Linked DNA regions of Mus musculus: region 2 is linked to region 1. A link is a contact called in public Hi-C data. All regions are on one chromosome and are shown on one strand. The core of a region is the stretch at or near the end of the contact, and the rest is flanking DNA. Distances in the headings are between cores, read along the strand shown. Region 1 overlaps Kif16b (kinesin family member 16B). Region 2 has its middle 16 kb from the start of Otor.

The links. Hi-C and Micro-C count contacts between places; a contact is called where the count stands out from the background.
Region 2: a Hi-C map of bone marrow-derived macrophages shows a contact between it and region 1, with 20 read pairs. The contact joins two enhancer-like sites. A contact is called at or near these places in 1 of 39 promoter capture datasets (maxillary cranial neural crest), 4 of 484 Hi-C or Micro-C datasets (bone marrow-derived macrophages, cerebral cortex and embryonic stem cells) and 2 of 115 datasets of contacts at active chromatin or transcription factors (embryonic stem cells and microglia).

The regions. Positions count from the first base shown.
Region 1 is chr2:142,888,658-142,891,182 of GRCm38.p6, reverse strand. The region is part of intron 1 of Kif16b (kinesin family member 16B); the gene reads left to right. Among named protein-coding and RNA genes, the nearest start is that of Kif16b, 12 kb to the left of the region's middle. Within about 2 kb of position 1,267, at least 6 of the 459 cell types and tissues checked have an H3K27ac peak or open chromatin away from gene starts, as enhancers often do. A contact at or near this core is called in bone marrow-derived macrophages, where this site is marked.
Region 2 is chr2:143,092,703-143,095,227 of GRCm38.p6, reverse strand. No RefSeq gene overlaps it. Among named protein-coding and RNA genes, the nearest start is that of Otor, 16 kb to the right of the region's middle. Within about 2 kb of position 1,262, at least 14 of the 459 cell types and tissues checked have an H3K27ac peak or open chromatin away from gene starts, as enhancers often do. A contact at or near this core is called in bone marrow-derived macrophages, where this site is marked.

The DNA.
Region 1 (2,525 bases), core at 18-2,517:
GATAAAGGGGCAAAAGAGGGAATGGATGAGGACCTGCTGAGAGAGAAAGCAGTGTCTCAGGTGGTGCATGGGGGTCAGGATGCTTCCCCCGGGCCTCCGTGGCAATGGTGCTGCCCTTGCTGACTGTTGGGAGCACTTGAACCTGTGTGCTTTGCCTTAGGAGCTTGACAAGTAATCTGAGGGAAATAGCAATGATGTGAAATAAGATATTTCAGAACTAGCATACTCTTCTAACATGTACTGAGTGGTAGTATTTTTAAAATGTTCTTTGAAAGCCTAGACTATTTCCTAAACATACTTGGGGTTACACTTCACTGCAAACAGGCTCTGTGTGTATGTGTGTGTGTGTGTGTGTGTGTGTGTGAGAGAGAGAGAGAGAGAGAGAGAGAGAGAGAGAGAGAGAAAGCACGTATTTAAGTACTTACCAGTAAGAGTCAGCATGCGCGTGTCTTTCTGTCAGAGAAAGAGTGAGGGGTAATTTAGAGACCTGCAGTCGCTTGATGTAAAGAAGTTGGTTGGCTCCGAGGTTGGCTTATGTTAGACACCATTATTTTATTAGTTTTTCCAAGTTAGTTCAGAAGCTGTTTACTGATTTTCAGCTTCTTGTACAGAGACACAGCCTCCCTGACACTTAAGAAAGAGAACATGTTAATTCTCCCTCCCCCTGCACCTGAGGGAAGGTGTGACAGTGCTGTGTAAGAGCGATCCAGCTCTTACTGGCCACTGGGACTTGGGCTCATTCCTGCCTTTGATGCCTCTGTCAAGCTCAAGTGATGTAAAAGTAGGCAGGAGAAGAACCCATCCTGCGTAGTCAATCATGGCTAGGATTCTGCCACCTATTCATGACAGGCCAGCAAGGCGTCAGACTTCCCTTCACTCGCTTGCTGGTTTTGGCCTGAGCCACTTGTGTTTGTGAGCCTTTGTGTCTTCCATCAGTAAGTACATTTATTATTTATTGTTGTTGCCCAGTGGAAGTGAAGTATATTTCTATGATCAGCAATCTATTCTTAGACACTTGGAGTCCATTTTAGTGAGGCATGTGGAATTTAGAATACTTTGAGAAGCTTTGTAATGGTCTTCAGAGTAGACTATTTCTGTTCCCTCATTGATTTGCTAGGGATTCTAAATCCTACACCATCAGTATTTTATATATTCCTTAACAACAATTCTGTCATTAGCTCAGACTTAGAAAACTGAGGATCAGAGTGGAATCCTGACTCAATGCCACTTCCTCCAGGAAGCTGTTCTATCACATGACACATCACACAGGATTTCTGGCTTTGTAGTAGTTTCTGTCTTCTGACATTCTATGTTTGTGCCCATGTGGGATGTATTATTGATGCCTGTTCCTCCTTCATGGGTCCATATGGGTCTTGTTTGCATTTCCTCTAGGCTTTCAGAATGTACAGGCAGACTCGGACCCCCAGTATGTGTTTGTCGCATTAATGTCAGCCCCCTCCTGCCCTATGTACATTTTTCCTCAGTGTGAATGCCTGTAAGGAACCAGGAGGCCATGGCTTCCACCTCGGTAGATCATCATGTTGCTGTCTGTGAGGAGGAAAGGGTCTCTTTCCATTCTTTGTGGGTGTCAGAAAGAGTGTAAGAGGTCTGGAGAGGGGCCTGGGTAAGGGTTATAGCTTTCACATCCTTGCTATTTATTAAATTTATTATGCGAAATTTGCATGGCTACTTCCAAGCTTTAATTTCCATCTATTAAGGTCCAATGTATACTGTGCTTAAATGAAACATAGTTTATGGGATTGCATATTCTTGTCTCTTTCTTAGAAAAGTATTTGTTTTAGTTTGTTTGAGTATTTTTAGACTTAAGTTTTAATCATGCACTCTTCAGCTCTTTACCTACCTTCCCCTTAATGTTAGCATCTCACATAGTACAGTGATCAAAAGCTGAGAAATTCATACTGGCACAGTCCTGCCAGTATGAAATAGACTTGATTTGTGTTTCACTGACTTCTTTACCTTTCCTGGTCTGCCATCCAGTCTAGGATCCACACGTTCTGTAGTTGGCATCTGTCCATATTTGGCCTTGGACAGTTTCTCAGGCTTCCCTTAGTTTTATACCTTTCTTTAATTTTTCACGAGGATTAAATTTTTAAAAAGACTTCCTTTTTTTTTTCTGAACAGGGTGTCTTTGTGTAGCCCTGGCTGTCCTGGAACTCACTCTGTAGACCAGGCTGGCCTCAAACTCAGAAATCTGCCTGTCTCTGCTTCCCAAGTGCTGGGATCAAAGGCGTGCGCCGCCACCACCACCCAGCAAAGACTTACTTATTTTACTTATATGAGTAAACTGTAGCTGTTTTAGACACACAAGAAGAGGACATTGAATCCCATTATAGATGGTTATGAGCAACCATGTGATTGCTGGGATTGAACTCAGGACCTCTGGAAGAGTAGTCAGTGCTCTTAACTGCTGAGCCATCTCTCTGGCCTAGATAATTAAGTTGTTTTTTGTTTTGTTTTGGGAATTTCACAAACAAGTACAATGCATTTGATCCTGTCCTTTTCCC
Region 2 (2,525 bases), core at 13-2,512, 200 kb before region 1:
GAAGTCGTAAAGCAAAGAGGGCATGATAGCTGTTTGAAAGGCAATTAGGCTATCTCTTGGAGGAGATGGGAAATAGATTCCAGAAGAAATGCAAGGAACCCTTTTGACCCCATCATGTGTCAGTACTTCACCAGCCCGGAGCCCCCGTGGAGCTGATGTGTTAGAGATGGCTCTGGGAGAGATGTCAAACCAGGAGAAAAGCAGCAAGGGGTGAGGTGTTGGGAACAATAGAGAAAAGGGTTCGTGGGTGCTCTTCCATATGTTGCTGATGGCAGGTGGCAGTTCTGTCTGGGTTGCAAGCTGTGTATATGATAAGCGTGCGACAGTGAATCTGCAGAATCCTATTTTTCATGTTTTGGCTCTACCTAATGACTCGTTACAAAAAAAAAAGGACTTACAAAACATACCTACCTGGATAATTGGTTAGGCCTGCCTGGTATTTGTCATTCTTTCCAAATTCACCAACTGATTATTCATGTCACCTTTTAGTGTAGGTTACTTTCAACTCGGTGCTGCTCACACAGGGGTTCAGAGTACCCACTGATGGGGTGCTGTCTTTAGCACCATCAACCATAGAGGTTTAGCAGCATCCCTGGCTCTTGCTCCTGAATGTTAGTAGTCTCCTCCAGCCACGCCTGAAAGTTTCCAAATGCTACTGGCCGTAATGAGTCAGAATAACTTTTGGTTAAGAACTATGTTGTTCCCTGAAGTAGAAAATAAAGGGATGGTTTTCACTAGCCATATTCCAGCAGAATGTCATGAGCACGCTTACAGACCGTCACAAAGCTGGTCATCTGGCTTCAGATCTCAGCCTCCCACCCCTGCTTTATGGCTCAAATGACAAATGTTGTCTTTTGGAGCCACCCCGCAGAGCCATCCAAGACACCAGGAGCCGTGTTAATTGTTCTCCAGACAAGCTACCACTCTGAGCGCAAGGTGTTATTGCTGCTTTCTAGAAATGAATTAAACCAACTCAAACAAATTATAAACTCTGCAGGGCTCCATATCAAAAGGAAACAGGCAAGATGGGTTTGAAAGAGAACCATCCGCTTTCCCCTAACATGCGGATTTTCAAATCTGTCAAATTTATTTTTAAGGTCTGCAGCAAAGGCATATTAATACCTCTTATCTGTGCCAGGTGTCAGGCAGATTTAAATATCATGCCTTGATGGGAAGAGACGAAATGGAGGCTCCATGAGTAACTAGTCTGGATGCTTCCATGACAACCGTACCTGGTTTCCTTTGGAAATGTAGCCCTGTGTGCTGGATCCAGACCAACCACTGGAGGTCACCCTAGCCCTATCGTAAAGTTTCACGGTGTACAGAAGTACATCACTGAGAGAATCCTAGGCTAGATTAGCTGCAGAAGCTCCAGGGGGTGCAACAGGACTTCCTGAATATTCTGAGATCCTGTGAGGGTGAGGACAAACAAAGTGAAAGTTGGCCCCTTGCGAAGGCAGCTGCAGCAGATGAGGTCAGTGTGGTGGGCAGACGCCTCTATTTATGAGCTTCTGGGGTTCTACTGTTTGTTTCCAATCTCTAGCAATCACAACCTACTGGAACCATCTTTGCCAAACTGCAGAACTTCGTGGTAATGATGCTTACCTACTAAAATCCTTAGCCAATGACTTGTCTATCACCGTAACACAATACTAGAGGTTGGGTTCTTTATGAAGAACAGTTACTTAGCTCACTGTTTCAAAGGTAGAACGTTCATGTTGTCTGGTGAAGACTTTTCTTGCCCTGTAGTGACTTGGTAAAAGGGGATGAGGCAAAACAGAATAAGCACTTGCTGCAGAGTCTGCTTCCTCAACAAAGCCACTCCTGAGCCAATCCATTAATGAGCTAAGCCCTCACAGCTCCATGATCTCTCAAATGCAAACATCGTAACTATCCTTACCATAAGATCGTGTGCATTAAGTTTCCAATACATGAAATCAGGAAATTTGTTCAGACCATACCAAAGAATATGCCAAAGAGTATACAGAGACAGCCTAGCTTCCTTGCCTTGGAGATGAGTGGCTCTGTGGTGATTTAGCATACAGGAGCATAGCTCAAGTCCTCTCTGGGGTCAGGCCAGAGCCAGCCACCAAGACTTTACCTGAGGTGGCATTCTGGCTGAGTTCCTTCCTTTTCCTGTCCTTCTGCTCCATACTATCCACTTCCCCTGAGAGCTATTCTTTGATAAATCACTAAGCATAAGTCTCCACCTTTGGGTCTACTTCTGAGCAAGCTAACCCAATACATCAGTGTATCATCAGTGCTCACGCATGTTGATTCTGGTCATCACCCTAGCTGCTGTATGTGGCACTGAGATTTGTAAGTCCATCCTTTCATAGTGGCCCATAATTCCTGTGGCATTTTTCTACAGGATTGGTAAACATCTACTGCTGCATCCCAGCAGGTCCAACTGATGCCTCTTCTGTCTATTGTCCAAACAGCATGGAAGGCCATTCTTGTGGCTACCTTGTGGATTCTTCATTCTTCTGCCCTTCTCCACCTCTTTTGCCCTTTCAACCCCCTAA